3 separate regions of the Mus musculus genome follow, and regions 1 and 2 are each linked to region 3. Evidence: chromatin contacts called from public HiChIP or PLAC-seq and promoter capture Hi-C data. All regions are on one chromosome and are shown on one strand. The core of a region is the stretch at or near the end of the contact, and the rest is flanking DNA. Distances in the headings are between cores, read along the strand shown. Region 1 holds the start of Zdhhc3 (zinc finger, DHHC domain containing 3). Region 2 overlaps Gm39469 (zinc finger protein 431-like). Region 3 holds the start of Slc6a20a (solute carrier family 6 (neurotransmitter transporter), member 20A).

The links. Promoter capture Hi-C pulls out the DNA fragments that hold promoters and counts their contacts. HiChIP or PLAC-seq counts read pairs in DNA pulled down with a chosen protein or histone mark.
Region 1: a contact with region 3 is called in a promoter capture Hi-C map of erythroid cells, with 3 times the contacts expected there. The contact joins the promoter of Zdhhc3 here to the promoter of Slc6a20a in region 3. A contact is called at or near these places in 4 of 39 promoter capture datasets (erythroid cells, liver and stem cell-derived epiblast-like cells), 2 of 115 datasets of contacts at active chromatin or transcription factors (astrocytes and embryonic forebrain) and 1 of 9 other capture datasets (adipose tissue).
Region 2: an H3K4me3 HiChIP or PLAC-seq map of bone marrow-derived macrophages shows a contact between it and region 3, with 4 times the contacts expected there. The contact joins the enhancer-like site here to the promoter of Slc6a20a in region 3. A contact is called at or near these places in 11 of 39 promoter capture datasets (the 3T3-L1 cell line, 3T3-L1-derived adipocytes, the C10 cell line and 8 more), 2 of 115 datasets of contacts at active chromatin or transcription factors (the 230-238 cell line and bone marrow-derived macrophages) and 2 of 9 other capture datasets (adipose tissue and liver).

Annotation. Positions count from the first base shown.
Region 1 is chr9:123,111,614-123,115,076 of GRCm38.p6, reverse strand. Zdhhc3 (zinc finger, DHHC domain containing 3) reads left to right here and starts at 1,883. Exons shown (of 7, transcript NM_001372538.1): 1 at 1,883-2,081. Exosc7 (exosome component 7) reads right to left here and starts at 1,846. Exons shown (of 8, transcript NM_001081188.1): 1 at 1,755-1,846. The coding sequence starts at 1,811.
Region 2 is chr9:124,273,012-124,276,452 of GRCm38.p6, reverse strand. The region is part of intron 1 of Gm39469 (zinc finger protein 431-like); the gene reads left to right. Among named protein-coding and RNA genes, the nearest start is that of Gm39469, 8.7 kb to the left of the region's middle. Within about 2 kb of position 1,257, at least 13 of the 459 cell types and tissues checked have an H3K27ac peak or open chromatin away from gene starts, as enhancers often do. A contact at or near this core is called in bone marrow-derived macrophages, where this site is marked.
Region 3 is chr9:123,676,440-123,680,259 of GRCm38.p6, reverse strand. It overlaps Slc6a20a (solute carrier family 6 (neurotransmitter transporter), member 20A), which reads left to right and starts at 1,428. Exons shown (of 11, transcript NM_139142.2): 1 at 1,428-1,574. The coding sequence starts at 1,454.

The DNA.
Region 1 (3,463 bases), core at 634-3,133, 570 kb after region 3:
AGCTGGACAGCAAGAGACCACTGAGAAAGGATACAGTTTGGTGAAGAAAAGAAGATGATTCACCAGAGAGTCACCAATCATTATGGTTCTTATGAGAGAAAGTATTATAAAGCTCTGGATGGAAGATTTCCAATTTTTGCAATGAACCCACTTTTTCTTCAGGTCATTTAAGATTTCCTGAACCTGTAGAATTTAAATCTCATCAGCACTTAATGTGTCACCATGAAGACTAGGGATATGGAATGACAGAGTCACACTTCTGGCAAAAAAAACAAAAAAAAATTAAAAACTCATCAGCACTTAATGTGTCACCATGAAGACTAGGGATATGGAATGACAGAGTCACACTTCTGGCAAAAAAAAAAAAAAATTAAAAACTCATCAGCACTTAATATGTCACCATGAAGACTAGGGATATGGAATGACAGAGTCACACTTCTGGCAAAAAAAAAAAAATTAAAAACTAAAAGGGAAGCCCCACCCCTAGGATTGACTACTTTAACATTCCCATACAACCCACTGTGCATATACCCCACTATTACTAAACCTGATCTTGAACTAAAAAGCTAATGAGTTGTGGGTTTGGATTTTTATTACTCAAGTTTAATATGAAACCTAATGACTGAATTTTGGCATTCCTTACTCTATATGAAGTAGAAAATAACAGTATGTCATATGATTTAGAAAAGAACATGCTTTCACTTGCATTATGTAGTTTAAATGGTAACAGGTCACCTTACTATGATGACTACATCACAAGATCAACTGTAGGGACAAGGCTTGTAGAATACTAGATTATGGTTGCCAGGAAACATTCTTCACTTCTCTTGAACGTTCAAAAGCAGGACTGAGCCCAGATCGCGGTAGTCATTGTAGCTACCCAAAGATCTAAGCGCCCCACAAGTAAAACAGGTAAATCAACAATTACACCATAGACTACCAGTCTGCTTTGAAAAATTCTTCTCAGCGGGTGGTGAAAAGGCATGCCTTCTGCCAAGGCAGGACTGATAGGAGTTACACACCAGCCTTGGATATAAAGCTCTCCTCCTCAAAAAAAAAAAGCAAAAAAACAAAAGGGTTGAGAATGCGGTTCCATGATAGAATGCCTGCCTAGCATGCACAAGGCCAAGAGGTTCAACCTCCAGCACCGCCAGAAAGAAAAACACTCCCTATTTTTCTCTATTTGTAAGACATGTGTGTGTATATGTCAGCGTGATTTCTCTTAAGATTGGGTCTTTATAGCTCAGTCTGGCCTTAAACTCCTGATTCTCTTGTCTCCACTTCCCAGCTGCTGGGATTACAGGTGCCAGCCACCAAGGTCTGGAGCATGCTAAGCACGCACTCTATTACCGATGCATTTCCTTCTTTCCTGTTTTTAGGGGGTGTGTGGCGTGTGGTGTTTGCTGTCAGAATTTTAAAGTCCTTTTCCCCCTCGGATACACGGCCTCTGTGTGCAAAGTCACCAGAGTCCATTCACGTGCCGCTATTCTGATTACAGGATCTCGGGCACTGCACTCTCAGGTCGTGCAGAGGCCACAAGGACATTCCTTCATTAAACTGCAGCCTCGGGAACTGCCCGCCCGCCGCTCCCTGATGAGCTAGGAATCTCCTCCATCCCGAGAGCTGTGGACATCTAGGCATACAGGACGCACACTCGCTGCAGCACTAAGCCTCGGGCGTCCGTCCTGACCACGTGGCCGCCCCGCACCTCCTCCCTGCGCAATATGGCCTGCACTCGCGGCCGCCACCGCTACCTGCACTCCATGAACGATGTAGACCTTCTCGGCCTCGCTTAGCGCCACCGACGCCATGCTGCTCAGCTCACCGCGCGCGCTGGCGTGTCATCAGCTCGCGCCTCTCCCCACCGCGCCTGCGCGTCATCAGCCCGCGCGGTGGCCGCTCCCGCAGCCGCGGCTGCCGCCACCGCCTGGAGCTCCATGGGCTTCTCCTTCGCACCGCCCCGTGTGAGGCCGAGTCCGGCAAGCCGTGGCGCCGGGTGCCCGTGCCATCGCGGACGCTGGCGGCTGGGCCCCGGGGCAGCAGCAGGCGGCGCGGGACTGCTAGCTGCCTCCAGATTGACGGTCAGTGCAGTGGGGAAGCCCCAGAAGGAGGGAGGCGCGGGGCCCCAGCCGGGACTGGATGGGAAGCGCGCAACCCGAGCGCTCGGGCCGGAGTCGAAGTAGCCGAGCGCGCGCACGTGAGACACTTCAGGAAGGCGGAAGTCGTGCTGCCCATGAGGGACCATCTCCTCAACCCCCTCCTAGTTGGTCCCTAGGATGGCTGAAGGAAAGAGACCATGGATCCCTCATTAGGTCACTGGTCGGGAAGGGTCTGCACCAGGAATGGGGCGCCAGCTTCTCAATTTTCTCACCCCTCCTTCCATTCCAGGGATCGATCTCTGTCCTGTCTTCCCTCATCCTTTCCTCCCCTACTGCCCATCATCAGATAATGGCCCAGAGCTTTGCAAGTTACCCTTGCCCCGTGCGGTTGCTGGAGTATTGTCCCAAAGAGAGTAGGGAGAGTGTCTTGCACTTCGGGATGCCTGGATGGAAGGGATCTCCGGGGAAGATGGATAACTTCATGAAAGAAAACCGACCCTGGGAGGATATGGGACCTAGGTTATCCAGAAAGGATGCCTGCAAGGTGAAGCTGGGGTCATAGTGAGGGGCCCTTTAAGGAAGAGAGGGGATATGAACTAAGTTTTAAAGGGTCTCTCTGAGAAAATGAGGGGAGACTTGGTAGAGACTTACCTGGTGTTCTATTTTAAACAAAAGTAACCCTTCAGCTTAATCATCAAGAAATAAAAGGTGCTGGCCACCCTTTGCCTTTAATCCCAGCGTTTGGGAGACAGAGCTAGGCGGATCTCTGAATTCGAGGTCAGCCTGTTCTACACTGTGAGTTCAAGGACAGCCTGAGCCACATAGTGAGATCCTGTCTCAAAGACACTGCCCCCACTCGTCGAAAAAAGGCTTTTTTTCTCTTGTGCTAACTAAGTAAGTAAACAGAACACTAACCAGAGTCCTCCAGGGTAGAAGGGAAGGCTCTTGTGAGCATAGCCACAGAGCATGGTGATTAGAGTTGTCATAGTGGATTACTGACTACGCTGAGATTTCAACAGTAACAGGAAGTGCCTGGCTATATTCCTAGGTACTGAACTGTTAGCTGCTGAGCCCTCAAATGATAGCCTCTTCTTGATAGACTGGATATGAATTTCCTGCGTCCATACATAATACTTACTACAGGTGCTCCTGAGACGGCTTCCTGTAGGGTTGGACTTTGCCCTCTAGGGTAACTGGAAAAGGTGGAGCCAGACGGCTTTCTTCCTTTTTTGGAGGAACAGATGCCACACTTGATATAGCACCTAGACACCATCTCTGGTTGAACAACTAGATTCTGTGTGAGGAACTGGTGAAATAGCAAGGGACTCCTGCTAGTAGGGTATCTCGTGCTAGAGATGACTGGA
Region 2 (3,441 bases), core at 8-2,507, 600 kb before region 3:
TAGCAAGAGTTATGATAGAGATGAGAGGCAAACAGTTATACACTAAAAATGCAGAAAATGTCTTTATTTGGATGTTATGAGAGTTTTCCGCCATTAGTCATACTGCATGAAAAAGTAAAAACTCACTGACCATTTTGTTTGATTTTAAATACTGACGATAAATTCCAGTTGAACAAACATAGTTTGTAATAGTTTTAGATAACAGACTTACCTCTTTGTTTTCTCTGGGTTAAATAACTTATATGGTAACACTTTCATTTTTGCTTTGGAGAATGTGTTTAAACATTTAACATTTTTTATACATCAGTTTACTTGTGCTTAATGTATAATATAATCAATGTAGCAATTTTGTATAACATCACATATTTATTTCTACTATTTGAATAGTTATTAAAACATTAGTTTTTCTTAGAAACAACCAAGAGTATTCCTTTGGAAGGAAATGAGCAAAAATCTCTGTAATTCCACATTCCAAACTAGTGAAAGCTAACATAAGCTTTTGTTTCCTGAATGGTATATATTTCACATTGCTGAGAGCAAAACTTCTGATTTCACAAATATATACTGGACCCAAGGTGAGCTTGTAATGAGCTTGTATTGCAGGTTATTTGATCACATTGTGAACCCCCAGACTGTCTAATATACTTAAAAAAAAAAAAAAAGCTGTTTCTAATTGTGGTGTGGCTCAGCCCTTAGTACACAACTTTGCTACCAAACGATGAAGGTAAAGTTAGTTTTAGAGGTAAGCACTCGTGTTTGAAAGTGACGTCTTATTGACAAAATGATGAGTCAGAGAAAGATCTGACAGAATATGAAAAATCCAACTCTCAAGAAAAGACAGAGGAATAAGAGAAAGCATCACAGAGGGTGAGAGGAGAAGGCAGTTTTACCAAAAGAGTTTTATGGAGACCGGTTAAAGAGAGAACAAGCTAGACAGAGGTGAAGAGAGGACAAGCCAGAGAATGAGGAGCCAGAAAATAAGAATAGACTGCTAGAGTTCTTTTGAGGCTGAGTACAACAATTCAGTCAGAAGTGAAAGAAACTAGTTTGAATCAGCTAGCATGAAGAGATTTTGAGCCAGAACAGCTGAGTTGACCAGCCAGCTAGAGTTCAGAAATAAAAAGAAACGGTGAGTTTATTCAGCAGTTAAGTAAGTCATTCTAGACCTAGATAAGATTGTACCCAGGCTAGAAACTTTCAGGACTAGGTCTAGGTTATCAGAATGAGGAAGTAAGCCTCCAAGATGATGTTTTCACCCTCCTGTGTAATGATCACCGTCTACAAAAACAGAATGAGTACTGTATCTGTCACTGTCATACTGTCCCTGTCTTCACTATTTCCCTTTTCTTTGTTCATTATTGCTTCCCTTCTTCTTTGCATTTTCATTTAAGCAATGTTGAATTAAGGGTTTTTGTTTTGGTTTGGTTTGGCTTGGTTTGGTTTGGTTTGGTTTTTGTTTTTTTGAGACAGGGTTTCTCTATATAGCCCTGGCTGTCCTGGAACTCACTCTGTAGACCAGGCTGTCCTCCTACTCAGAAATCCACCTGCCTCTGCCTCCTGAGTGCTGGGATTAAAGGCGTGCGCCACCATGCCCGGCTTGAATCAAGTTTTTAATTGAAGATAGATTCTTCTCTCATACAATATATCCTGACCACTGTTTCCCCTACCTACACTCTCCTAGCTACCCCCACCATTTCCTATCCTCTTCTCCCTAAGATCCAACCCCCCATCCCCATTTCCTCTTCAGAAAGGAGCAGATATCCAAAAGAGAACAGTCAAACATAACAACACAAGATAGAAAAAGACAAGGTGAAAGTCTTCACATTGAGGTTGAACAAGGCAACGTGATAGGAGGAAAAGTGTCTCATGATCAAGCAAAAGAATCAGGGTTACACCTTCTCCCACTGTTAGGAGTCCCACAAAAACACCAAGCTAACAGCTATAACATATTAGCAGAGCACCTGGCACAGATCCATGCTGGCTCCATGATTGCCATTTATGTCTCTGTAAGGGTCCTAGAAATCCAGGCAGTGTTAGGCATGGGTTCCCTTTCATGTCAAGTGCCTCATGTTAAACCAGACACTACCAGTAAAGTGATATTGAAAAGAAAAAAGAAAAAAAAGATGCAAAATTTAAGGTCATGGATTCTTCCTCTGTGATTTCAGTTCTGCACTGTTCCAGCCATCTATGTTTGACAGACTTAGAGCCTGAGTGAGGAAAGTTACTGTGAGAGTACATTGCAGAAACCTGTGAGGATGAAACCTGAGTTGCATTTTGAGACCACAAGATGTTGAGATACCTAAGCTATGAGACACCTGCCACGGAGAGGTGTATACAGGGAATGGAAAAAAACTATCCAAGAGGTGCATGAGAGGTTGCAGGGATGAGACAATCTAAGCCTTTTAAAACTGAGGCCCGATGTGTCTGAGGCAGGTCTGCAGGATTTGTTGTTTGCCCTACTGTGTTTCTGGCTTTAGTCCAGTCTTTCCTCATTATGTACACATTCCTCTATATTGGAATGGGAAGGGATATTCTGTTCTGTTATATGTTGGAAAGATATAGCTTGATTTCTGATTTTATAAGATGGGACAATCAAGAGATTGTCTTAAGTGTCAGAAGAGACTTTGGACATTCAAAGAGTGTATGGGCTGCTGCAGACTATTAGGATCATTGAAGCTAAACTGAATGCATTTTCATCATGGATGACCATGAGCCTATAGTGGCCAGGGTCAGAATGTAGTTGATTGAATCAGAAAAGCTCCCAGACAGGGTGATATTTTTGAACACTTATCTCTTCTTTTTGGCTTTCTTTGGGGGTCTTATAATGTTAGGGTACAAGAATCATTGAAGGAAGACCTCAGACTCAAGTAGCATGCAAAAACAAAGATCATTTTATTCTGCAGAATTCTAGCATGCAGGGGTCTACTATTCAATAGGATGGAGACAGACATGTAAATTTTGCAAGCTCAATTTAAAGCCAATTAGGGGAATACCAGGGAGGAGTAGTTGACCTTTATCCTGATTGGTTGGCTCAATTTCCAGGGGTATGGGTGGCTTTGGGATTGGTCAGTGTTCTGGGGGAATTTTGGGAACTTTCCAGAACCATTATTCATTAACTATTCTTGGCTCAGTCTTGGCTCAGGCCTGGTGGCAGGTGCAACTCTTGGCAGCTTCTGATTGGCTGCCTGTGAGGGGTGGTTTTCCTGGAATTGACTATTTTGGACTTTTCCAGTTCTGGGAAACAGAAACTTAGGCCTAGTCTCCCAAACTGCCAGTGTGCAGCCTGTCATGGAGTCAGCCTGGCTCTGGCTGACTCAGTTCTCTCAATAGAAGCTTTTGTAGGAGGAACCTTTCTAGATTCCTTATTGGGGTTGAGATTTAAGTGTCTATAGACTCAACCCATTTCGTGTGTGTGTGTGTGTGTGTGTGTGTGTGTGTGTG
Region 3 (3,820 bases), core at 179-2,678:
GCAGAAATTTCAGATGGTAGCCAACTTGTCAGTTGCCTGGGAAGTCAAAGGGTAAATTGAACCATCAGCACAAAGTCACAAATCTAGACAGAACTTTAAAAACAGAATGGCAGTGCCAGCAAGATGGTAAGACCACTTGCTCTGACCTCTGACCTCCACTCATGCCATGGCACCTGGTCCCAATAAATGCTTGTTTTTGTTTTGCTTTGTTAAAACAAAAAACAGTCTGTGGAATGACAGTAAAGATGCAGAGCAGCTGGGATTAATGAGAATGTGAACTGATATTTTTTGATGCCGCACATAGTCCCAAAGTTCCTAATAGTCCATCTACCTGCCATATTAGAATGTTCACTTTGGTTCTATTCATAGTAGCCACAAACTGGACAACACAAATGTCCACCAACAAGACTGGAACTAGACATAGGAGGATGCAGGAAATATATATATTTAGTATATATATATATACTAAAGCTTAAGAATCTAGAGTTTCTTCCACTGTGTTGTGACTTTGCTTTCTTTACTGTTTTAAGGTTAAAAGTCCTAGGATAGGTTGGGGCAGATTTTTTTTCTATTACAGATGAAACAAGGTCAAAGATGTTAAATGGCTTGCCAAGTCACAGAATTTAGTCTGTGGTGGAATATAGACGCAAACAACAGATCCTGCATCACTGTACCAAACTTTACTGAGTTAGGTTCATTTATATCTTCTTGTTGGACTGGCAAAAACATGAGAATTCTTGGGTTTCCACCTGGCCCAGGGAAGAGAATCTCTGACTCCCATTGGCCTCAAGGCAGCTGTTCAAAACCTGATTCTGCCCACACTACAGGTGCAGGCAAGGGCCGGTAGTTGGAGACCCTTAAGTCTCCCATGTGTGCTAGGATCAAACTCAGGGTCTCAGAAGTGCTAGGAGAGTGATCTGCCTCTGAATCTCCACACCCACCCTCTCTGTGCAAAAGTCATCTCTCCTCTGGGAAGTCCTGGATCCCTGTCTGTCTCTAGGACTTGTCTCTCTCTCTGCTTTACCTAAATTGCCCCTGCATCACCGACTTAGGTGAACTGGGTGGTATTAATTAAAGGAAATTACCCCAGTGGGTCAAAAGAAGTTAAGAACGAGTCACTCCGTGGTATTTAAATGTTCCCGCCACCTGAATGTGAGCCCTGGAGGGGTGGGGTTGCTGTGTCTTCCCGCAGCACAGCAGTGCCAGGCATATAGTATTGTCATCGATTAATCAGTAAGAAGTTGAGGAAACATGATCCTTTCCCCGAGCTCTGAAGTCCACACGCAGGGCCAAGGAGGGGCGCCTTCCCCGCCCGCCGAGGCTAGGGTGGGGCTCACCGTTCCCCACTCACCGGCCTCGCCCCGCGCGCGCGTTAATGAGATTAGCAATTAAAAGGCGGGCGAGCGGCGGCGGCCAGAGACCAGGCCCTGACGGGGAGCAGCGAGCTCGGGACATGGAGAAGGCACGGCCTCAGTGGGGCCATCCGCTGCAGTTCGTGTTCGCCTGCATCTCCTACGCCGTGGGTTTGGGCAACGTGTGGCGCTTCCCTTACCTGTGCCAGATGTACGGCGGAGGTGAGTGCGCACAGGCGGGACCGCCGGGTGCCTGGACGCCGAGCGGCGGTGGCATTCCGGCCCGCGAGCCTCCGCTCGGGGTGGCGTTCTGTCCCGAACACCCCAGCTCGGCCAAGTGTTCGGTCCCACGCGCTTCAAGTTCAAGGGCGGGTGGCCCCTGTAACCGAGAACGCCGCGGCGCGGGGACTGTCGCCCTAAGAAATTGACCCTCGCGGTCCCGAGTCCGAACTGTGGCTCCAGCAGGTGCAGGGCGGCGCCGGCGGGGAACCTGCTGTCCCGGGAGGAAAGGTGCGGTGCCGTCTACAGAGGTGTGAAAGAGGACACTAAATTGTTTATCAGGAACTTGTCGTGCAACTTGCAGTTCCGAAATTTAAGTTCCCGACCGCAAGTTGAAACACCAGTCAAACGGATCGTGAGCGATTTCTTTTACTTTTTCTTAATAAAAAGGATCGGTTTGTAGATGTGAAGACTTAGTTTGGGCTTGGAATCACAGGAGGGAAAAACAAATAATTCCGTGCCCGGAGAATTAGTTTCTTGGTTCTGCTGTTTTGTTTTTATAAATGTTTCCTCTGACCTAGGGGAGAAACTGGGGGTTAAGGGTGGGACAGACACCTCACCCTGCACCCGCTAAAGCAGGGAAAAGAGCTGAGAACTCTGGGACTGGGACTTTCCGAAGTCCAAGTACCGTTCTGGGGTCAGTATGGCATGAAGGAAGTAAGTCTCAGCATAAAAACCTCCCTCTTCAATTCCATTTTCTAAAACCTCATCTAAAGGAAAACGCAGCATATGAACAGAGACAGAAAATAGCATGGCTACCGCCTTTAATAAGATCAAAATGTGAGAAACTTGCTAAGCCATTCAGAAAAAAAAAAAATATTGGTTCAGTAAGTTGTGGAACATCCTTGGCAGCCATAAAGGTAAAGTTTTAATAGAATTTTATCTTAATAGTGTTATCATGTGATAAGTGGAGGCAGGTGAAGTCATATTCAAAACTGTAAAACATTTTTAAGCACTTGTGCTTAAAACCATTCAGAGAAAAGGAAAATGAAAAAAAAATTTCAAGTGTTATCAATAGTTTTCTGGGTGGCTCTTATTTACCTAACAGCATGTTTGTGTATACATGGGAGGAGAGATCTAATAGCATGTGTTTGTGTATGGGTGGAGAGAAAGCTAATCAGCACATTAGTTCTCGATATCAGGACAGTAAAAAATATTAATGTATTACAGAATTTAACTTGTTTAAGAAAATCTAACCCTCCCTCCTCCTGTCACTCCAGCCAGATCAAAATCAATTCAACAAAAGGTTACTCTATAGATTTGAAGAAGGAAACAGTGCATTCTTAATTCTCTGGTTTATTTTAATTTGAGGGCATATGCTATCACATGCTCCTAATGTTTCATAACTGACTTTAAAAAGAATTGTCAGAGGCAGATTTTCACATCTTTGTGTGCTCAGTACATCTGTCTCAATACCTTCTTTATCCTGGGTCCATAGCTCCCAACACCAGGCCGAGTAAACCACACTGTCACATGACTGCTTAATTCCTTGTTTATCATGGCACCATCACCTGAACAGGCTTCAGGTAGTACAAGGGAGGCTAAATGGTTTTGAAGTTGAATATCTACAAGGAGACCTTCAAGATAATTGGAAGAAGAAACCAAAGGAAATCTTGGGCTTGGTACAGTTGTGTAGCTGGACAGACAGGACTTGGAACTGAGGGTAGAATAGCTGAGAGGGGGTACTTGCAAGTTAGACAGCAAATGTGTCCAAAACAAAAGCTAAATTGTCCTGGCACAGTAGATATTTGGCCTTCTCTTAGTTGGTATTTCCACTTCTTTCTATGAAGTTCATCTCAGCCCAGTTCCTAGCTCTTGCCTGCTTCATCTACCCACAGGTTAGATGTCCGACTACCCACAGGTAGCTCCTCCCTGCCTGCCGTGTGCTGCTCTTTACTTGGAGAACTTGCAGGCTCCCCTCCCCTGCTGCTCTCCGTGACTCTCCTTACCTGTGAAGTCAAGTGAGCACCTGGTCACAAACACTGGGAGCTTTAGAATTCTTCTCTCACCCTGCTCATCCAGTCCTCCAGTGAAGTCAGAGGAAGCACCCCCATAAAACCTTACTGAGTGAATAAGCAAGACCTGCAGTGGAAAGCTATAAACTCAGGCTGGGAAGATGGCTCAGTGATAAAGCCGTTGCAGTGTAACCGTGAGGATCAAAGTTTGGATACCCAGAACCAGCCCAGATA